Linked DNA regions of Mus musculus: regions 1, 2 and 3 are each linked to region 4. A link is a contact called in public Hi-C, promoter capture Hi-C and targeted proximity ligation data. All regions are on one chromosome and are shown on one strand. The core of a region is the stretch at or near the end of the contact, and the rest is flanking DNA. Distances in the headings are between cores, read along the strand shown.

Evidence for each region. Promoter capture Hi-C pulls out the DNA fragments that hold promoters and counts their contacts. Hi-C and Micro-C count contacts between places; a contact is called where the count stands out from the background.
Region 1: a promoter capture Hi-C map of pre-B cells shows a contact between it and region 4, with 4 times the contacts expected there. A contact is called at or near these places in 2 of 39 promoter capture datasets (cranial neural crest and pre-B cells) and 2 of 9 other capture datasets (adipose tissue and liver).
Region 2: a targeted proximity ligation map of bone marrow-derived dendritic cells shows a contact between it and region 4, with 5 times the contacts expected there. A contact is called at or near these places in 1 of 39 promoter capture datasets (pre-B cells) and 1 of 130 datasets of targeted methods (bone marrow-derived dendritic cells).
Region 3: a contact with region 4 is called in a Hi-C map of B cells, with 5 read pairs.

The regions. Positions count from the first base shown.
Region 1 is chr19:3,999,238-4,001,937 of GRCm38.p6, forward strand. It overlaps Nudt8 (nudix (nucleoside diphosphate linked moiety X)-type motif 8), which reads left to right and starts at 1,343. Exons shown (of 4, transcript NM_025529.3): 1 at 1,343-1,610; 2 at 1,959-2,091; 3 at 2,391-2,468; 4 at 2,559-2,700. The coding sequence starts at 1,417. Tbx10 (T-box 10) reads left to right here. Exons shown (of 8, transcript NM_001001320.1): 8 at 1-275. The coding sequence ends at 11.
Region 2 is chr19:4,120,256-4,122,955 of GRCm38.p6, forward strand. It overlaps Aip (aryl-hydrocarbon receptor-interacting protein), which reads right to left and starts at 1,320. Exons shown (of 6, transcript NM_001276284.1): 1 at 1,081-1,320. The coding sequence starts at 1,179.
Region 3 is chr19:8,785,046-8,787,745 of GRCm38.p6, forward strand. It overlaps Taf6l (TATA-box binding protein associated factor 6 like), which reads right to left and starts at 1,271. Exons shown (of 12, transcript NM_146092.2): 1 at 1,165-1,271; 2 at 77-133. The coding sequence starts at 84.
Region 4 is chr19:6,275,605-6,278,304 of GRCm38.p6, forward strand. It overlaps Ehd1 (EH-domain containing 1), which reads left to right and starts at 1,292. Exons shown (of 5, transcript NM_010119.5): 1 at 1,292-1,774. The coding sequence starts at 1,371. It overlaps Gm14963 (predicted gene 14963), which reads right to left and starts at 974. Exons shown (of 2, transcript NR_168273.1): 1 at 689-974.

The DNA.
Region 1 (2,700 bases), core at 93-2,592, 2.3 Mb before region 4:
CCTCGCAGTGATGGCTGAGTGCTGTGGAAGCCCGTTTCCCCTGTGCCCCACCTCTCCTTCCCTCCTCTGTAAGACATCTCCTAAGGCGAGCAGCACAACTGGAAGCTCTACAGCAGTGGGTTCCTGCCTCAAAGTCAGTCTGGGGCCTGCCAGCCTTGGAATCAGGCCTACTTCCTACTCAAAAGCCCTGAATCATGCCCTGCTGCCTCGAGGATGCCTCCTCTAAATCCTGCTTCGAATGTCCTTCCCCCACATTAAACTGCTTGGCAACAGCAGTCACAGTACTTCTGTCCACAGGAACTCCCAGACCAGACAATCCCATCACCTTTATAAGTCTCCAAAAGCTGTACCCAGAGCACAGGGTGATGATAACTGGCTACACCAGCAAGGCTGCGGTTAACCTGGTGTGTCCCCTATTTTGTGCACCCATATAAGGATGGAAGCAGCTCAGAGAGGTTTCGGCTCACAGTCACACAGCAAAGTACAGCTGACACTCATCATTCTATTTAAATGCGATGCTCTAAGGCTGGTTCTGAGAGCCGGGGGTCATCGAAGTGTGCCTAATATGATAGATAGGGATCACACAGGCCAAGGTAGGGATGGGTGTATACTTGGAGAACTAGAGGTAAAAGGCCAGGTTGAAGTCCTCTCGGTAGTCTGGTGGAATAAGGCTGAGGGAGGCGCGTACTCTTCGTTCTCTTGGAGTGGGCGCCCAGAGGCACCTGATGACTCCGACTGTGCTCCGACCCAGAGCTCTTCCTGTGAGACGTTCTGGAAAGCACGGACACCCAGGAGACGAGAGAAAAGGGGCCCAGAAGATCTTCAGCAGCCAGACATCCCAACTCCCGAACCCGAAGTCAGGACCCATTCAATTCAGGTTACTCAAGCGTTCCGGAGACACAGAGTCCAAACCAACTGTGCCACAGATAGGGAAGTCCCTGGAAAGAAACTCAAGCGAAGCTGGCCGGCTTTTCCGGACACGCCTTCCATCAGCTCTAAGCCAGGTCTTTCCTTTAGGTGGCGCTCTGGTCCCTGTACACAAAACCGCTTCTGCCCTCATCTAGCAAACTCCGCCCCAGATGCCCTCTGTCGCCCAATAGCAGCAAAACCCGCCTTAAGCCACACCCCCGAGGTCTCCGAGGATCTGCATCAGCAGGCCTCGTCTGGAACGCCTCCGAGGTTTCAGCAGCCACTGCCTTGTCCATCTCGGAGGCTCTACCTGGGCAGGCTCCGTACCGCCGGCGTCCGAGGCTTTGCAAGGGCAGTCCCAGGCCTGTCCGCCTCTCATACCGGGCTCCGGGAAGCCACGCCTCCTTCCGGCTCCCACTTAGGTCCCCGCCCCGCGCTGGAGCTTGCGCGCTGCGGCGTTCCCTCCCTAGCGGGCTGATCCCCCACTGTGTCCCGGACGTCTGGGACATGCTGCCTGATGGCCTGTCCGCGGAGGACGAGCAGCGCTGCCGGCAGCTGCTAGCACGGACCACTGCCCGGTTACGCTCGCGGCCCGCAGCGGCCGCAGTGCTTGTGCCGCTGTGCCTCGTGCGCGGGGTCCCCGCGTTGCTCTACACGCTGCGTTCTAGTCGCCTGGTTGGGAGACACAAAGGGGAAGTCAGGTACGCCGGCCTTGCCGGCGCACTACCTGTGGCCCGCATACCCCTCTGAATTTTTCCCTTCATAAACAGGACTCTGCCCCTTACCGTAGACTGGAGAGAGGAGATCCGGGGCTCCCCTTCTTTGGCTTCGCCCTCAGCAGAAGTTGAGAACACCCGGGGACGATATCTGCACCACTGGGACACCATAGGCAGACATGGGGTGTCTGAGCCCTAGCATAGTCTTAGCCAGCTGCCAGACCCTCATGTCGTAATCTATATCACAGTGCCTGTCCCCCTTACTCTAATGGCACAGAGAGCTAAACTGCCTCCTGACGACCTGTGGTCCCAAGATTCCCTCTGCCCATTTAGTTTCCCAGGCGGTAAGTGTGATCCCGACGACCAAGATGTAATACATACGGCCCTTCGGGAGACTCAGGAGGAGCTGGGCCTAGAGGTGCCCAAGGAGCACGTGTGGGGTGTCCTGCAGCCAGTGTATGACCGGGTGAGCCACCCTCATCCTATCACAATCAGTAACCCTAGTGGCCGGGGAAGCCAGCCCCGCTCAGTCCAGGACAGGGTCCAGGAAGGCTTGCAGGGTAGGCTGCATCCCTCTAGGCTTGAGTGGCAAGTGGGAGGTTTCCTGGCGGTATACAGGTAAGGGGAACCTGTGAGGCAGCATGGCAAGAAACCAAGGACCGGAACTGGAGGGCTTCACCATGATTACCCAAGACACCCGGATGGCAGGGTAGGGTCTGCTTCCTAAGTTTGCTCCTTCTGACTCTTCACCCTTCTCCTACCCAGGAAAAGGCAACCATAGTCCCAGTACTTGCCAACGTGGGCCCACTGGATCTGCAGAGCCTTAGGCCCAACCTTGAGGAGGTGAATGGTGACTACTGGGGAGTTGGGCTGTCCTAACAGGGGACTCACAGGCAGTCCTCTGTCCACCCTCTTTCTGTTTCTTGCCTACAGGTGGATGAAGTATTTGAGATGTCTCTGGCCCACTTGCTGCAGACACAGAACCAGGGGTATACCCACTTCTGCCAGGGTGGCCACTTCAGCTACACACTGCCTGTCTTCTTGCATGGACCACACCGTGTCTGGGGCCTCACAG
Region 2 (2,700 bases), core at 70-2,569, 2.2 Mb before region 4:
CCAGGCCATCAGGTTGGCAGCAAGCACTCTATCCACTAAGCCACCTCACCAGCAGAAGACGGTCCCCCCTCCTGAGCCCCAGTGATTGTTTAATCCTGCCTGCTTCTATTTACCACGTGCCCCTGCTCACAGATTAGTCTTATATTAGTTTATCCTAAGCTTTTCCATCTAGCATCCCTCTTGCCAGGCTCCTTCCAAAGCCTGTTCTCTATCTCCATCTCTCTAATTTTAAGACAGGGTCTCATTGAGTGTCCTGAGCTGGCCTTGAACTCATGCTGTAGCCCAGCTTCACCAGCGGCTGAGACTGTAGGCATGGGCCACCAGGCCCAGCTTGTAGATCCCCTTTTCAAGCACAGCTGATCACTACCACCACATGCCTGCCCTCTGCTCTCAGCATTTACCCCTCACCACATCAGACTAGACTCTCTGCCTGCTGGCTTAACACCACTGGCCAGAGGGCATACATTCATTCACAGAATTCTTGCTTTTGGCTTCACTGGTATCAGCTCCACAACTGTGATTAGAGATCTACAGCAACAAAGCAGGGGAACCTAGAGGTATGGAGTGCCTTAGGGAGGGGCACCTGAACTTGGTGCCCAGATATAAAAGCAATGCTACCATCTATCAGAACGCTGACATAGGAGTTTGGTCTGGAAAACTGGATCTCTGGGACTCTGTGTTTTTTTTAGTTCCAGGACCTCAGTTTCCCTATGTAAACAATGAGAATTGTCCTAGATGGTTTCAGAAGGCCCCTTTACTCAAAACTGCATGAGCTTTGAACCTTCAGGTACGGGTATCAGCACTGAGGTCACACCCACACCAAACCATTTTGAGATGACTGACACCCACCCCTGTCCAATGCAGTCCTAAAGCAAAGCCAAGGGGCGGAGTAGACATATCTGAATTAACTCCCACTTAAATCCAGACCAATCAGCGTCGAGCTCGGCATGTGAGAGGTAGCCTGACTGGCAGCTGCTCTCTGGGCATGCGCAACCTCTCACCTACGGCCTCCTCCCGCCTCGCATGCGCACCGCGCTTCAGAAGAGACGCTGGGAAAGTGGGGAGAGGATGGACACAAACCTTAGTGCCATCCTGAAAGTCCGGCAACTCTCCTCGGCCCTCCTGTATCACACGCTTTTGGATCCCGTCCTCTCGAAGTCTTGCGATGAGATCCGCCATCCTCCTTCCCCGCTGCTCCCTTTCGGCAACTTCCGGACTCGCTCGGTAGCTTCCGGACCTGTTTCGGCAACTCCTAGCGCCTCGGCAGCTTCTGAGCAAGCGCCATTTTGACTGAGGGCAGAAGCCAAAAAAGGGAGGGAATGAAGAAAAGAGCCGTGATTGGTTCCTAATGCTACGGCTTTAACGCGGCACTGGGGGCGGAGCCTGAGCCTGCTTAGGGGCGGGCCTTTGGTTGTCCCTCCCCTGCCAGTTGTGCTTAGTTGGCTTTATAGGGGTTGCAGCTCTCCTAGCTGTGTGCCACTCCATTTAAGTTGTAGATGCCCTATTATCGGCACTTCAGTTAGAAAAATGAAAAACGAAAAACACCGCTTCACCTGTGTATTCCCTTTGGGCCTTTTTTGTTTTGCTTTGTTTTGTTTTTTAGAGGCAGGGTTTCTCTGTGTAGCCCTGGCTGTCCTGGAACTCACTTTGTAGACCAGGCTGGCCTCAAACTCAGAAATCCGCCTGCCTCTGCCTCCCAAGTGCTGGGATTAAAGGCGTGCGCCACCACCGCCCGGCCCCTTTGGCCCTTTTATTTTGCATACTTTAGCATAAGTTATAACATCTAGATTCTGGACTCTAGATTCACTTGTCTTAAGAAAAAAAAGGAAGGAAACCCGGTGTGGTGACACATACTTCTCTGTAGTGTCTTCATCCCTTATATCATAACCAGGAAGATTATTTTCTTTCCCCTGAGCCCCAAGTCACATACTCTGACTGCTTCACTTTCCAGCAAAAAGTCTTGAGGGGCTGGAGAGATGGCTCAGCAGTTAAGGGCACTGACTGCTCTTCCAGAGATCATGAGTTCAAATCCCAGCAACCACATGGTGGCTCACAACCATCTGTAATGAGATCTGATGCCCACTTCTGGTGTGTCTGAAGATAGCTACAGTGTACTTATATAATAAATAAATAAATAAATCTTAAAAAAAAAAAGTCCTCAGAGAGGGGACTTTCTGAAGGGAAGAGGAAACATGCTTGGGTTTGTTTTCTATCAACACAGAGAGCTTACAGGCGAGCTAAGTAGTCTGCTGTACTCATCTTGCAGAAAGTACAACAGAAGGAAAGCTGACCGATATGGCTGATAAGTATACACCAGAGCATGAAAGATGTAGATAGATAAAAATAATAACATATTATCCAGGTTGTTGTGGTACACGCCTTTAACCCCAGCACTTGGGAGGCAAAGGCAGGTGGATCTCTGAGTTCAAGTTCAGATTGGCCTACAGAGGGAGTTCCAAGACAGCAAGAGAAACCCTGTCTTGAAAAACTAATGATAACAACAATAACAACAACAATAATAATAAATAAAATGTTAAGCTAGGGACTGAGAGTGTAGCTCAGTGTTGGAACATTTGCCTAGCATTTGAGAGGTCCTGGGTTCTTTCTCTAGCATACACACACACACAAATTAAGCTAATTTAATACACTACATAATCCTATCAGTATTCTCAGTGAAATATCAGTCACGAAAAAAATAGC
Region 3 (2,700 bases), core at 21-2,520, 2.5 Mb after region 4:
TACAGGGATGCTGGGCATCAGCATGCAGCTCCCCAGTAACTGTAAGTTGCACAATAGACCAGGTCAGTACGCTCACCTTTGCATCCCAGGCCTCCAGCAGGGTCAGCACATACTATACCCTCATTAACACTTGCTGAAAAAAAAAAGGATAGCTGTTCCAGACAATGTTGTCTATTCAGTCCTAGAACTCACTCTCTAGACCCTGCTGACCTCCAATTCACAGAGATCTTTCTGCCTCTGCCCACCAACCCATCCCGGTGCTGTTATTAAGGACATGGGTCAATACTTCTGATTTATTCACTTTTATGTGCATTGGTGTTTTGCCTGCATGTATATGTCTGTGTGAGGGTGCCAGGTCCCTTGGAACTGGAGTTACAGACAGGTGTGACCTGCTATGTGGGTACTGAGAATTGAATCTGGGTCCTCCAAGGAGACTAGCCAACTGCTCAGCCATCTTTCCAGCACAGCTATTTTCTAAACACATAAATGCCCATGGCCCCCCCAGTTAGTAATATTGTATGAGATATATAATTGTACACATTTGTCCATTTCACAAAGCTGAGGAAGTCTTAGCTCAGAGAGATTACCTGAACTGTCCAAGACCAAACACTAAGCACCGGGTGATTAGACTGCTGGGTCTCAAACACTGTTGTAATTCGACTCAAGATAATATATTCATGAGCTGTAGGCTTGTGTTTGAACTAGGCCTGGCTTTGTAGCCCAAAGATTTGAAGTCCCATCACTAGACTCAGCACTGGATGAGTACGCTTCAGTTTCCCCATCTGTAAAATGGAACCATGCAGTGCTGCGCAAGTGGAAAGCTAGAAGGGAGTTTCTCTATTATGTAGCCCTGTCTTGATAGCTCACAAAATTCGGTCTGTGACCAAGGTCTCCCACTCTTTAGTCTCGTCCTGCCCACCCTCAGTTCCAAGTCCTCCTGACCAGGAGGCGTGGGAACCGATCTCCAAGGACTTCTACGTTGTGAATCCTCCCACCCACCTTCCTCCCTCCCAGCTCCAAAGGGTGCAGGGTCGAGTGGGGAGATCAGGGATTACAGAACTTGTGTCACGTGCTCGGTGAAGGGGGCGGGGTCCTGCGGGCTCCGTGGCTGGTGAGCAGAGCACCGCGGGAAGCGATCCCTGGATCGGGGCAGGACCTGCTCACCTGCAGACTCCGGGGTTGGGAGGGCGCCTGCTGGGGAGGGACGGCTGCTTCCACTCACCGGCTCACGGTAATTCCCTCTCTCCGCGCCCAGGCTCCGCCCTCCATATGCGGAGCCAATCGGTGGCCGTCTACTGAGTTTTCCGCCCACCAAAGAGGCATACCACCTCAAGATTGGCCAGTGTGTATGTGCGGGTAAAGCCACTAGGGCGACGTTGGTCACGTGAGTGGCGCTTCTTAAAGCAACAGCTCCTTTGGGTTAGCTAACAGGTGTGTGTTCCCTGGCTTACACTGAATTAGAGTTCACCGCATAAAACAAGCTGGTCTTGAACTAATAGGCCTTCCTTTGCTTCCAGGATGCTGGGATCAAAGGTGTGTGCTACCATACCGCTTTCTAGTTTCTGATCTTAAAAAAAAAATTTGAGCTGGTGAGATGGCTCAGTGGGCAAGAGCACCCCACTGCTCTTCTGAAGGTCAAGAGTTCAAATCCCAGCAACCAAATGGCGGCTCATAACCATCCGTAATGAGATCTGACTCTCTCTTCTGGAATGTCTGAGGACAGCTACAGTGTACTTATATATAATAAATAAATAAATCTTTTTTAAAAAAAAAGTTTAATTCTGTATGTGTGCTTGTACTTGCAAATAAGAGAACAACTTTTGAGGGCCAGGTAGTGGTGGAGCATGCCTTTAATCCCACAAAAAATACGGGGGGTGGGGGGGGGGAGAGGGCAACTTTGAGGAGTTGATGCTCCTGTAGGCACCAACAGTGGAACTCAGGTTGTTGGGCTTAAGCAACAAGCTCTTTTACTTGTCTTCACCACTTCACCAGTCCTGCATAAAGCTGGATACCGTTCACTTGGTAACATGCTTGTCTAGTACTTGCAGGACATGAACTAGCCAGCACTTGGGGGCTGAAAGTGGGAGGATAAGAAGTTCAGTATTATCCTTGACTAAATATCAAGATTAAGGCTAACCTTGGATATAGGAAACCCTAAGAAAGTAAAATTTATTTACTGTGGTTTAGGTGATCCAACCTACAGCTTTGCATTTGATAGACAAATGTTCTGCCACTGAGCTATATCCTCTATTTATTTTTTATTTTTAAACACACTGGTTGTATAAGGCAAGGTTATCTGGAGTCACAGAACGAATGGGTAGTCTCTATATAGTAAGGGAATTTGTTGATGATGTACACAGTCTGTTGTCCAACTCTCCAACAACGGTCAGCAGGAGCTGTGAATGGAAGTCCAAGAATCTAGCAGTTGCTTAATCCCACGAGGCAAGCAGAAGAAGAGAGAATTTTCCTTTTTCCAATGTCCTGATTGTAGGTCTCCAGCAGAAGGTGTGGCCCAGGTGTGCCAGCAAGTCTGGATCTGGGACTTGATTTGTCTCAGATGACCTTGCACTCAGAAATCTCCTTGCCTTAGTCTCCTGGGATTCATAGCCACTATGCCTCAAGATCTCCATGCCAAGAGCCAGGTCAGAAACTTGTATCTCCCAGCCTCAAGATCGGGATCACAGGTGAGCCTTCCAATTC
Region 4 (2,700 bases), core at 42-2,541:
GCTAAGCAAGTGCTTCTACCACTAAGCTATGAATTTAGCCTCATCGATAAATATTTTGTCTTTTTTTTTTTTTCTTTTAAGACAGCGTCTGTTGTCGAGGCTGGCCTCAAATCGATGGGTTCAAGTGATCCTCCAACCTTTCCAAACAGTTGAGACCACAACTGTGTGCTAAACAACTCCTCCGGTGCCTTTTAGACTTCTCCAATGGCCCTTAGATCCTCCTGCCACTTGGGTGACCTGATATTAGTTACCTAACAATCATAGTCCCCAAATCTCTGACATCACCCACTAGACACCAGCAGACACAGCCAAGGGGGCTTAGGTGTGGCCAGGTATGATGGTGGGGAACAGCTACCAACTGGAAACAGGTTGGGACTCAGAACGGAACAAGAGATGGTACTGGTGGTGTCCCTGACAGGAAAGCGGAAATTTTGGGGCTTTTAATTTCCCCTAAGTTCCCACAACATTTCATTGTTGCTCAACACTGCCCCTCTTCCTTACAAAGGGTATTTCCGATTTCACTTCCTCCAAACTCATCTAGCCAGAAAGCTGCAACTTTTTACCCCATTCCGCAGCTGGCACCGCCTTGGTGAAAACTCCCCGCTAGGTCACGTCAATTGTTTCCATTGCCGTGTCCCTCTCCCATCAGTCTGAGTGGAGTCCCAGCGCACTCTTCCTCCTTCCTTACCGATATTCCTCTTCCCGGTGTCCTGTACTCCCTCGGCTTTCCCTATTCCCGCTGTCCTGTCCCTCTCCAGAGTCGCTAAAAGACCAAAGGGTGAGGCTCCCGATGCTTTTGGGAGTTCCTAGCCAGCGGAAACACTGCAGTTGGGGAGCGCAGCTGAAGTACTTGGGGGTGTCCGGAAGCCCACACGTGCTAGATGGTGCTCAGACTTAGTACATCTCGACGCCAGACTCTGGCACCCGCGACCGCCACACTTCCACGAGCCATCCCTCGAGGGGCGGAGCAAAACAGGTGCGGTTGCCAAGGCACCGCAGCCACGAGCTCGCGATATTTGAAATCAGCTAATGGGAAGCAGAAGAGGACGTGGCACGCGAATGGGGCGGGGCCTGGAGGGCTCTTCCCCCGCCTCCTCTCGGGCCAGCCTCGAGGCGGCGGCCAGCGTGCGGGAACGCCGGGCTCCGGCTTATTATAAAGGGGCGGCTCGACGAGGTTCGCGCGACCCTCGGCAGAGGGCGCTGTCGTGGTCCTCACGCCGGCCCTCGAGCCTGCGCCTGCGCGGTGCGGGCAGCGCCCCGCCCCCTGCCCCTCTGCCCTCCGCCGGCCGGCCGGCCCCTCCTCGGCCGCGCGCCCCAGTCCCGCTCAGCCACCGCTCCGTCCTGTAGCAGCCAGCCCCGTCTCCGGCATCATGTTCAGCTGGGTGAGCAAGGATGCCCGCCGCAAGAAGGAGCCGGAGCTCTTCCAGACGGTGGCCGAGGGGCTGCGGCAGCTGTACGCGCAGAAGCTGCTGCCGCTGGAGGAGCACTATCGCTTCCACGAGTTCCACTCGCCCGCGCTGGAGGACGCTGACTTCGACAACAAGCCGATGGTGCTCCTGGTCGGCCAGTACAGCACCGGCAAGACCACCTTCATCCGCCACCTGATCGAGCAGGACTTCCCGGGGATGCGCATCGGGCCGGAGCCCACCACCGACTCCTTCATCGCGGTCATGCACGGCCCCACCGAGGGCGTGGTGCCCGGCAACGCGCTCGTCGTGGACCCGCGGCGCCCCTTCCGCAAGCTCAACGCCTTCGGCAACGCCTTCCTCAACAGGTACCCACCCCTTGCCCCCCAGCGCGAGGATACCAAAGGCCTCCGGAGCCATTGCCCCCAGCCGGCCTTTGTCTCCGAGAGCCCCCGCCAGACCCTAGGCGACCACTCCCAGGGACACCGGCTTTGCTGCGTCCCACTAACTACCCGAGAGAAGTTAGAGACTAGGCATCGTCCACTCTTCTGGCTTCTGTCATTCCCAGAACCTTCCAGGTTTTCAGTTTAACTCTCACATCCTCCTGCAGACCCCAGACCTACTTCCCACAGAGCGGGGGGCTGCTGTGAGAAGATGAACCATTGCTGTCCCCCCTTTCTTGTTCCTCATTCTGGAGGCACCCAGCTCATTCTCATGAATCCCCCTCCTCCTCTGGGGTCCGTTTTTAAAGTGTGTGTCCTGGGAAACCTCGAGACTTAGATGTTCCTTTTGCTAGTGTGTCACTCTCTGCGTCACATCTCCAGGGACCAGTGGTTTTGTGTAGGAAGGGCGCGGAGGCTATGCTTTGGTCTGCTGATTTGGGGGCAGCCCCCTTTGAAGGCAGGGGATGAAGGAGTCCCAACACCCCTCCTAAAAGCAGCACTTACGTGAATGCCAAACCAGCCAGGAGTACAGGAGACAACCCTGTCTCAAACACAACAAAACAAAAAAAGCTTAAGTCAGTGTTGCCTCAGGAGACTTCAGGGACTTCAGGGGGTGGTAACACTGTGGCTCCTGAAATGACCAGACCCATAGTCTAGGATAGATTGGATAGACTTCGTGTGTCTCCTGGAGTCTCAGCTTAACCAGTTCCCGGTGAGTTAGAGTCAGCCCCTCAGGATGCTATGAATGAATCACAGTGGCCTGCCTGAGGAGCTCTTAACACCCAGGATCTTTAAGGGCATTGGGGCATCCCAGACTCCTCCCACAGGAGGTATGACAGGACTCACAGACC